Linked DNA regions of Anas platyrhynchos: region 1 is linked to region 2. A link is a contact called in public Hi-C data. All regions are on one chromosome and are shown on one strand. The core of a region is the stretch at or near the end of the contact, and the rest is flanking DNA. Distances in the headings are between cores, read along the strand shown. Region 1 has its middle 100 kb from the start of CBX3. Region 2 overlaps SKAP2 (src kinase associated phosphoprotein 2).

Region 1 (5,630 bases), core at 3,080-5,579, 330 kb after region 2:
GAGAAAAAATATTAAAGCAAGCTTTTGCATTCTGTAAATGCTGTAATCCATCAACCTACTCATACAATATATACGTGGTTGCTGTCGTGCATGCTGATTTAGGACAACGATCCATCATTTCTCACGTCCCAAGCTGGCAAGTGGTTCTCCACGAACTCTTTGCTCATGTTCCGGGAAGGCGCCCATCAGACCAAGCTCCCCAGCACTCACCTCTGAGCTCAGAACATACCTTTCTGAGCAAAAAAACCACGCCTTAAATCTATGGGCTGAATAAACCTTGCGTGACAACATGAGAAACAGCTATCTTAAACTATGCAAAAAATTAAGAAATACCGGATTCTGTGGTGCATGAAGCAAATATGCCCCAAATTTCCTGAGACTTCAGTCAGTGGTCAGTTAACTGAAAATGGTTGTTATATTCAAGAGATTTGATAAATGATTTAAATTGCTTATACCCTAGCTGAGGCACTTACAGTTTTTAATCGTGTCCTCTTCGTGTCTGTGGCCTGGCCCAGCACACAGGCTTGGTGCAGACCGATGAGGTGGGGTTCCTGCTGCCTGGGGTGCACTGTGTGGGGATTGTTTTAATGCCATTTTGTCCTCACAGCATTTCTTATCGGTGTTTCTCATTAGCAGTCCTTAGTGAATGTGGAAATTTGGGAAAGCTCCCTCTGTATGGGAATGGTTCATCGTCCAGGGCAGGCACTGAAAAAGCCTTTGCTGACTGCACCTGTAGTGTCCCAGGTGAACTCTGTGGGTCTGCATTTAGCTGTTTGTAAAGTTCGTGTGTGCGGAAGTGTTCAGATCTGGAGGGTAGGACAAGGTCTGCCACTGCGGGTTATGGGTGCCCAGAATTAGTCTGGGTTCATTTCAGTTAGAAAATATGCATATTCTGTAAAATCCTCTTTTTTTTTTTTTTTTTTTTTTTAATCACCAAAAGAAAATTCCTTTCATGTGAACTCCATGGCTATCAAGGTAGGAGGCTGTCAGCGTGCCTTCCATGGCTGAACACAGTTACTGTCTGCATATGGATGGCCTTGCTTTCGAATGTATCTAACAGGAGCTTGTTTTTATGAAATAAGTCCAATTTAATTCATTTCTCTGATCTGTGGAAAAGCAAATTTCTAAGTCACCCTTACTGTGGTCATTCACTAGATCCTGCCATCCTCAGTATCTCATGGTGTTATAGAAATACTGCCTACAAGTTAGGCAAAATTAGTTAATCTTATCTAATACATTTGGCCTAGGACTTCAGTTTGAAGTGGGTCCTAAAGCACTGATGTTTTATAGTGTGATTCTCCAGCTTTTGCAACTAGCTTTGCTAAACAGCATGATTATAAAATTCAGAACTAGCAATGGGGTCCTAAAGCAAGTCAGTGTGCAAAGTTATGAGGCCAAACCAGTAACAGACATGGCTGCAGACCTGTGGAGGTGATGTATCCCACCGAGGCAGCCTTGCCAGTGTTTTCTCTTCAGATTTGAAAAAACTGACTGGTTCTGATGTTGGCTTTTTCAGTGGTAAGTGCCGAGTAGGGCAAGCACAACGGGCCCAGGTGTTTGCTTCCCTTTAGCAAAAATGGTGTTCTAAAAAAGCTTCTATTTCCAAAATACAGCACTGGAAATTATTCTCTAAACTTTGAGACTTAATGTGATTGTGGTTCTTTTTTCAGCAGATTTGAGAAATTGCTATTTCACTTCAGCAAGAATTGTTATTCTGCTTCAAAAGAAATTTGTCACTTCCAACTATAGGAAGACTGGCAGAAAAAAAGTGAGCAAAAGTGTCAGTCTTTGCTAGCTAAGAACCAGCCTCACGCTACCAAACCACCCCTCCGGTTACCTTCCAACTCACATTTTTGCAAAGAGGATAGCAATCTGCTGGGCAACTGTTTTACGGAAACACGAAGCAAAAATATCAAGTAACTGCTGCTCTCCTAAGCTGCCCTGGTCAGGCAATTCAAACCTAGCCCTAATACTGTGCATGTTGTTTTGGTTACTTGTTACTCCTTGAAAACTGCAATGGAGTGGATAAAGAAATAACTTTTGTGCTATTTGCACTGTCATTTTCTGAATTTCACATTTGCACGTGGAAAACCATCTTCACAGAAACTAGTTCTTTCTGAGAAGAAATTGTGACATATCTGCTCGCTTGATTGGGGGTTATGTGTAGGTTTATTTTGCTTGTGTTTTGTGTGAATATTCAGATGATACAAGGAGGACTAAATGAATACCTAGAAGTACTGAATTATTAGGCTTACATACGGTTCTCCACTCATCATTCAACTGTTAAATGCCCTATTATCCACTCAGAAAGCAAAAACAATACCCTGTGGATAATCATACATTATAAGCTGCAAGATAATTATTGTCATGAGCATTTTGTTAGCTGCACAGATACCATGCTTCTCAGTTCATAAATATCTTTTTGGTATAAAACAAATGACTTTACAGGCTTCGGAAGGGATTTGGCTTAACAGAAACTTCCTTGACTGACTCAGAAGAAAGTGCTGAAGGATGTCTGCTCTTCACAGTCTTACCCAAGCCTTACATTTGCTCTTTGGAGATGGTACTTGTGGATGAGTCAGAAGGGCAGTGCCCTCAGATGTCTCTGGATCTGGATCACAAGGATACAAGGGGAGGGACTCTTTGTCAGGGAGTGTAATGATAGGACAAGGAGTAATGGTTTTAAACTAAAAAAGGGTAGATTTAGTTTGGATATTTAGAAGAAATTTTTTACTCTGAGGGTGGTGAGGCACTGGAACAGGCTACCCAGAGAAGCTGTGGATGCCCCATCCCTGGAGGTGCTCAAGGCCAGGCTGGATGGGGCTTTGGGCAACCTGGTCCGGAGGAAGGTGTACCTGCCCATGGCAGGGGGTTGGAACTGGATGGTCTTTAAGGTCCCTTCCAACCCAAACCACTCCATGATTCTATGACTTTTCTTTGCATGTACAGGCTGTTGTGTCTCAGCCCTTGGTCTCTGGAATGGGTGTGAGACAAGGTCTCCTCAGCCCACCAGGCAGTGATTTGGTGTTCTGCACCTCACCATCGTTAGCTGGAGTCAAATCAGCAGGTCTTTTTGGACAGTCTCAAGCAGTTGTTCCAGAGCAGTACTTTCTTATCACACTGTCCTACATTTACTAGCCAGGGATCAAAACCCTGCATTTCTTTTCCACCTGAGCCACCTTGTGGGCCCTCTTCCTATAGCTAAAATGTTATTTTTGAGAGAAAATATATCAATCATGGTGTATATTTCAGAAAACAGTAATGGAAGCTGATAGAGATGAAAGCACATTGGGGTTGGACCCATCACTGCTTGATCACCAGGCTCTTTAACTACTTCTGTGAAAAGAATTGGCCTGGTTATGATGTAGTCCCTAGCAGGCCAGCAGCCTGCATACACACATAAATAAAATAAAATAAAATAAAATAAAATAAAATAAAATAAAATAAAATAAAATAAAATAAAATAAAATAAAATAAAATAAAATAAAATAAAATAAAATAAAATAAAATAAAATAAAATAAATAAAAAAGAGTACCCAGACTGCCCCAGCAGACATGGTGTGCTGGGTTCACACTGGTGGGTGCAAGAAAGTGATGATATGGGTGCAGGAACAGATTATTCTTGATTATTCCAGATTCTGTCAGGAGTCTATTGGGAAATAAATTCACTGAAGTCCCAGAACAGATTTTCTCAACACTGCTCTCACAGCAGGAGGAAATCCGGGAGGTCACTGAATTAGGCTTAATGTTCTCTCCCAGCCTGTGACAGAGAAGCCTTTCCTATCTGTGGAGGTGGGAATCATCTGTTAGGGTGCTGCCCTCTTTATTGTACGAAATGTCTCAAATGGTGCCCCGAGGGCATATATATATACCCAGTGCAGGGTAACCACGCAGTCGGTCCGTATGAAATGGTTTTGCAAGGAACGGAGTGAAGGGAATTGTTTAACAGGGCAGGACTTCTATGCTCATCACAGCCACCTGAGGCATTGTATTTTTTTTTTTTTTTTTTCACAAGCAAAGGGCATTCAGATGCTCTGAATCCTCACATTTCTGAATCACATGTAACACAAGTCGGATGAACAATGCCAGTCCCCAGGAGCCAACGTGTTGTGCCCCTCCCTGGCCACAAACCTCCTCTGACCTGCTAACACCAGATCTCCAGCTCCTTGGGAGAGATGCAGGACAGAAGAGACCTGTTGATGGAGATTTTCCACGTGTGAACAGGCCTGACAGCAGCCAGAGGTGATGGAGATGCTCTGAACAGACACACAGGAGCAGGGAGAGTTTGGCTGCACTCTCAAGGCTGAGGCATCACAAAAACACTCCTGCACTGCGCCTGAAGCACGCCAAGCCCCAGGTTTGGCAGGAGGCGAGGGGTGGGAGCTCCAAAGGTTTATTTATTAAGTTTCTCGATGGGCTGCTCTCTGGGCTGTCGGGCAGGCGGGCGGGGAGCTCTGACAGATGCTGGCCGCGCTGCCACCATGTAGCCATTCCCCATTCATTACTTCAGTGACGGGCAGGAGCAAAGCCTCGCTCAGCCCAGTGCCAAGTGATGCAGGGTTAGTGCTCGGCTTGCTGCACTTCAGTGGCACGTCCTGTGGCTGGGGCAGTTCCAGTCCTGGCTTGAGGAATTTATCAGCACAAAACCAAATGATGGTCGTATTTTTCTGTTTATTTTGCATTTTTCAGGGTCACTGTGCAGATTTCTCAACTTGAACAGGAGAAAGCCTGGCCTCAAACCCTCACCGTGCAGGCAGGGAAATGGGCTCTGGCTGCAAGAAATCCTGGAGCACGGGAAACGTGTCCTTTTGGCTATCAGGATGGGCAGCCCTGTCACTGCCCAGGGTGTAAAACAGCTCTTGGGCATTGCTCCCTGGTCCTGCTGGCTGGATCCATGGGGAAAAGGGACTGCTAGGGCAGCTGGAGAGAAATGAGAGACTGCAGCTCGGATAAGGTGCCAGTTCCTCAGTGTGCTAGCCTGAATACCTATTTATGTGAGCATATGTCATTGCACAAGCATTTCTTTCTGTATCAGAATAAGAAATTCAGTTTTAGATTAAAGGTAAAGCAAAAGTGTTTCCTGGGCTCTGATTTGAGCTTCTGGGCTCCTCCCTCAGCATCTGCTGATAGGGGTAAGCCCTAAAACACAGAATGAGCCACTTTTCTTTAGCTGTCGCATTACCAACACAACGACTAGGTCTCTGACAGCTGCACAGCACACGGAAAATATGGCATTTTAAAAGGTTTCTTTACGAAGCCAAAGCTTCACTTTATATTGGAGTAAACCTGGCATAGCATCGCTGCCTGCCTGTCACTGCTTGCCTGCCCATACCTAAGGGCAGGCTTTGCTCCGTGCCCTAGAAAGATTCGGGTTTCAAATTAATTTGTGCCTTTATGAAAAGAACAACAGCTCACAAATATTCTGGGCCAAACTTGAGATGATTGCCTGATGAGATAATAAGCTGCTAGTGCTCTAACCTGACAGTATCACTACATTGTTATGTTCCCGAACAATACTGCATTGTGGAAACAAAACACACGGGCTGTTATCCGTCAGCCAGCAGTGCGGGAATAAAGTTATTTAACTCTCAGAAGCACAAGGATCAGTATCAGAGGGTATGGAACAGAAA
Region 2 (5,707 bases), core at 3,136-5,635:
TCTTAATTTTAATTTGAGGTATCTGAATTGTTTCTTTAAAAACAATTATTTCTAAGTTCGTGTAGTGTTGCTAAGTGGGACATTTTCAATGGATAATATAGTCCACAGGCTCTTTCTGTGCCATTTGTCATATGCAATTTAATGACCACTTAACTAAGCCACTTCCCTCATTTCATGTATTGTTTGTTTTTTTGGCTGATGTCTAGCAAAACTTGCTTAATCACTTTTGTCAGGCTCTTCATGACTTCCATGTAGCAGCTTAAAATCTTTTGTTTCTTTCTCTAGGAGAGATTTATTGCCAAGATTCCAGTAGTATACGTGAGCACTGCTCCTTTCAGCAATTTCCCACTTTAGTCTAGAAATACAGTTTGTATATTTAACCAGTGTACTTTGAGATAAAATACAAATTTTAAACAGGCTGATCTGGAACATTATAAACTTCAGTGTCAGGGTATTATTCAACCTTTAAGGATTTGGGGTGTAACGTGTGCCCCAAGGGAAATGTTATGAGATCTTAACTTCTGTTTAGAGTTTTCTCGCTGGTGAGTCAGGCTCAGGTACCTCTCAACTTTCAGACCAGATCTATCACCACAAGTCCATACGGCAGTGGAAGGTGAAATTGTTTTTGCAGCTTTCTAGTTTATGAGTTTGCATCATAAGAGAAGGTTTTGCTACCTTTATTTTTATTTTAGTCTATTTATTTATTTATTTATTTATTTATTTATTTATTTGCATGGGCTTTCTTTAAGCCACACTTCCTGCAGTATTTTATGGATAGTAGGATGGAACCTTTTAAATCACCAACTTCTGTTTGTACTGTGAAGGAAGAAAACATTTAATTTAAGACCGGTGCTTAGCCCTTCATGAAAAGAAAATAAAAAAGTGTGTGTGTGTCTGCTTGCCTGCATGTTCTTAGGAGAAAAAAAAAAAAAAGAAAAAAAAAGAAAAAAGCCTGGGCCAACATGAAAGTGAGCCATCAACAAGGCTTCATCGCAGTTACGCACAGGGAGAGCTGAGTACACTAAGCACCTCATAGGACCCTAGAGAACTCTCCACCAGGCCAGATATGCCAGCAGCAAATCATTATAGCTCGAGCTGTAATGAAACTCCATTAACCCTTAAGCTCCACTTGACTATTTATAACCGAAAAACTTATCTACAGTCAAAATAATAGCTTATAGTGTCATCTCAGTAGGACCATTAATTCAGAAATCCTACAGCCTTTTGCTTTTCTCATCAGAAGAGCAGCGTAGCAGGAAGCAGATGTTGCTTATCAGAGATATCTGTGTATTTTGTATTTTCCATGTTTGTTCCAAAGTAATTTCTATCTTACTAATCATTCCATTTTTGAATGGGGTCACTGTTTTAATAATGCTTCATTTGTAACTCAATATATGTGTGTGTGCAATTTCAGCTGTTACAATTTATTGAACTGCTGTTAGGATTGATCTTAAAATATTTACCTCATAGGAAAAAAATTAAATTTGGATCCCACAATACTCTTACTTGGTATTGCTTTGGAAGATATTATTTCTTTAAACTATTATAATTCATTTTGTTTCATATTTATCTCACTAAGCCTAAACAAATTTCAAACAAAAGTACATTAGTCATCTGTCAGACATATGAGATCTGCTGTAGAATTTTCTGTGGGCCTAAAGCAATAGTAGACTTCGTCCATAGAAAGAGATTGTGTATTAGATCTATAGTATTCCCTTCACAATTGGGGAAATTATTATTTAAAATAAGTTGTCTGTAAGTTTCTTAGAGTTTAGTCTTGCGATGCTGAAAGAATCCCAGCTGATTCCTGTATGTCAACATCATGATATTAGATATCAGTTACAAAGACGAGATTTTTATATATGTGACAAATACAGGATGGAGAGGTCAGCTATTTTTAGTATGTGTTGTAGAGAATTGTGGCCATGATTAAGAAATTTTCTTGAGCATGCCAGGCCTTTTTAAAATTTAACTTCTATCCTTGCCTAACTCTGTCTGTGAATGCCTCTAACAAAAAGATATAATGTTTTAATTTTCAGTTGAAATGATAACAACTGTATATAAGAGAGAGCATCCATAAGGAGTTGCATACAAAACTCTATTGCATTTATATCAGACTAAAGGTTAATATTGCATATTGTTTTCAATTAGGAGTACAATAGATTTGGCTGGTGGGTAGGAGAAATGAAGGGAACCATTGGCTTGGTGCCTAAAGCCTACATAATGGAGATGTATGATATTTGAGAGGCCTGGGTAAGTACATTTTAATCCAATCTTCTGTAATGGCTTATATGTTCCCTTGTTCTCTGTTTCATAAGTATTTCTTTCCTGGAACCTTTGTAGAGTCCTGTTAACATAAAGATTATGGCAAAATATATTGAAGGTTCAATTAAAGCACTTCTGGGATTCTGTATGAAATATTAAACCACAGTGTACAAAAGATGATGTATTTTATAACTACAGTTCTCTTCCAGATATGTATGTATATGTATGTATATGTATCTATATGTATGTATATGTATATTGGGTGAAACAAAGTTGGTGTGCTTTCTAGTTAGTTTTGCTACTTCAGTAATATGTACGTATCTGTGCAGAAATCTGTGGAAGGGGATAAGTATTTGGACTGAGTTTTATACGTGTGTTTTAGTTTTTTTGTTAATGATATGCTTTCAACTTCCCTTTCCCTAATCAGGCGAAATCTGCACTTGAAATCAAGAGTGGTGTACAGCTGCAGTTTACAGACCCGACCTCTGGAAGAAGATTGTGCCGTACACATTTTGTGGTTTCAGCAAACGTAGTCAGATCATTGCCTCGTATATATTAAACATTAAAAACTGTAATTGATTATAATTCCACGGAAATGTTCTTCTTAGTCACTTTTTATAGAATTGTAATGCTAGGAAATGAAATCCATGGTAATTCACATATGGAGCACAAGCAGTCAAATAGTGCCTGTTGCTCTTTTCTTAAGCATAATAGCAGCACTCTGTATTGCTATACATTTGTGTTCTTTCAGGGAGTTTGGCTGTGTTTACCTGTTACTCAGATTTAAAAAAATTAAGCTGGACTTCAAAAGTAGAAAACTATTGCACAGTTCGTACATGAATTAACTGTTTCATGTAGTAGTTCACTGTACATTTTTTTGCAGTTTTTATGAAAATCAAAGGAAATTTCTGTGTACTATTTTAAGTCTTCAAAGTATTCTGCTTCCAAGTGTGTTTTTTGTTTGGTTGTTTTTTGGTTTTGTTTTGTTTCAGTTTCAGCCAATGATTTATTTTTTTCTATATTTAGCTTTGTTAATGTTAATGACTGTTACGGTACTACAAAATGAAGGCTTGGCTCTTTTGCTGATGTAAATCTGTCTACGTGGGGTAATACTGTGCTGATAGCATTGTGACTTGGAGGTATGAATTTTGTGAAAATTTGGCAAAGATAATGTATTAAAGACAACAGTTTTTGGTAAGCCAACATGAGATAAAAAGTAGATGAGTGATTTTGTGGGTGGTGAAATGCTATTTTTTTTATCTCTACCTTGCTTGTACTTTCCACAGAGTAAAATCTGCATACCCTGTTGTGTGGAATTTCTGATGCAAGTTGTTCAACAGACATCTTCAGCTCTGAGTTAAAAAGGGCTGTGCCTGCATTCTTAGTGTCAGGACTTTGTGGCTATGAGCATCAGTTGAAACATTAAAAAAAAAAAGTAGATAAATATTTTCACTTGTGAACAAGGAGTTGGACAAGGTAGAGTTAATTAAACCTCTCCTTTTGGAGATGTGTTCGACTAGTAGCATGGAAGATCAGCTTTTTTTGAATCCTCCCCCAGACTTGATTTGTGGGCCCCTTAATCTGCCAAGGAGGCAGGTCAGGCCAGTCTGAGGCTTGCTGAGCCTGTGCAGGTCCCCCTGTAGCTGCTTGTGCTGTTTATGCTTCAGGCAGGCCCTGGGAACACTGTGGGTTAAAGGGTAACGTTAGCCTAAACTCAGGGCTAGGTCCTTTTAATAAGCTCAGGTGCTGTGCTTGTTTTAGGTCATTTCTGGTACTTCCTAGTACACTGGATCCTAACAGGAATCAACGAAGGTACAGAGTTTTGGTATATATTTTTAAAAAAGAGATACTCATTGCGATTTATTCTGGACGTTATCAGTGACGCATTCAAAGGATAGATTAGAGTCTTCAGCTCTCGTGCTACTTTATCAAGTCTACTTGGGGCTTGTGCACAGAAGGTAAGGCCTTAATGCCACAGCCATAAACCCCCTTCTCCCTCGTTAACACCCCACACCTCTGCGCCCCGAGCTGCTTTTCCTTTTCCCGGCGCCCCAAATTCCCGCACCGCCTAGCTTTTGGGGGTGAACCCTCCTTCATCGGCCGAGGCGAACGCGGTCCGTGGGCAGGTGTGCTTGGAAAAGGCAAAAAGGGGCTGGGAGAGGGGGCGGCTGCTGCGCGCATCCCTGCGCCGCGCATCCCCGCGCATCCCTGCGCATCCCTGCGCATCCCTGCGCTGCGCGCCCGCGGCGGCAGGTGGCAGCAACTTTTCGCCGGCACCGGGAGGAGCCCGGCTCGGCCCCGGCCCCCTTCCCCCTCCCCTCGTCCCCGCCGCCGCTTTTTGCCTTTTTTCCAGGAGAGGGAGTCCTTCGCCAACGGATGGGCACCCGGCCCGCCGAGCTCCCTCCTCCCGGCTGGCGGCAGCGGGAGGAATAAAGTGCCTTTTGTCTGCGGAGCGGCTCGGGGGTTCTGCCCCCCTTCTCGGGCATGGGGGGGGGGAGGTAAACGAGCTGCCTTAAAACCCGAGACCTAACAGAAAGCTGCTCGGAAAGTCACCGCGAGTGTCTCGAATAAAGCAGCGGTGGAGCGCGGGCGGGTTGTTTGCTTTAAATCCGTGCAGCCGCCGTAACCTTTTTTGGCTAAGAAAACCTTCGCTGGTGCTACTTAAACAAATCTCGGTGTTAGAAAATGCTAATCGCTTCATTTTCATTGTTTGCTTAGGTTGCGCTCGCCTTTCTGTGAACAGCCAGGCAGCTAATTTTTTAAAAAGGTGGTTGTGAGTCATATTTTGTACAGCGTTTTACTTGATTATTTGCTCTGTTCTGAATTTGTACTATACTGCCATTAGATCTTACAATAATGTTCTACTCTGCAAATTTTTAAGGTTCAAATAAAGTTTAATTGTTTGCAAACTGTTATGATGCTAATAATTCAACAGCCTGCTGTGTTACTAATGAAATTACTTTGTTATGATTAATTTGGAAAATAGTGTGTTGATTGTAGTAATTAAGCACAACAAGGTGAAGTAAATGATTCTAATGCCATCTGGCCTCCAGACTGAATGAAGAAATGAAATGGGGCTGTCATTTGAATTTATTCAGAGAAGTAAGGGTAATACAAATGCTTTTTATAGCAGAGGCGCCCAGATATAACCACGCCACTCCGGTACTTTTTCATGTACTTCTACATACAGATAACTGGTTCACATATTTGACCAGCACCTAGTTAGGATTTACCTCTTTGTACGTACTGCCACCAATTACATGTTCCAGTAGTAGTGTATGCACCAGCTCTTCCATCAGCGAGATCAGTTGATGTGCATCAGCTTACTTTTATTCTCCCCTCTTCATGATAAAAACTTTTGTTGACTGGAATTAAGCTGAATGTGAATACTAATTAAGATCCCATTCTATATTTAAAGCCAGATGCATGAACTTTGTTTGTT

The links. A called contact is a pair of places that touch in the nucleus more often than the background predicts.
Region 1: a Hi-C map of skeletal muscle shows a contact between it and region 2, with 3 times the contacts expected there. The contact joins two enhancer-like sites. A contact is called at or near these places in 3 of 8 Hi-C or Micro-C datasets (skeletal muscle, small yellow follicle and subcutaneous adipose tissue).

What each region holds. Positions count from the first base shown.
Region 1 is chr2:125,045,237-125,050,866 of IASCAAS_PekinDuck_T2T, forward strand. No RefSeq gene overlaps it. Among named protein-coding and RNA genes, the nearest start is that of CBX3, 100 kb to the left of the region's middle. Within about 2 kb of position 4,330, at least 1 of the 8 cell types and tissues checked has an H3K27ac peak or open chromatin away from gene starts, as enhancers often do.
Region 2 is chr2:124,719,901-124,725,607 of IASCAAS_PekinDuck_T2T, forward strand. SKAP2 (src kinase associated phosphoprotein 2) reads left to right here. Exons shown (of 13, transcript XM_027450966.3): 12 at 2,152-2,253; 13 at 2,693-5,180. The coding sequence ends at 2,244. Among named protein-coding and RNA genes, the nearest start is that of SKAP2, 110 kb to the left of the region's middle. Within about 2 kb of position 4,386, at least 1 of the 8 cell types and tissues checked has an H3K27ac peak or open chromatin away from gene starts, as enhancers often do.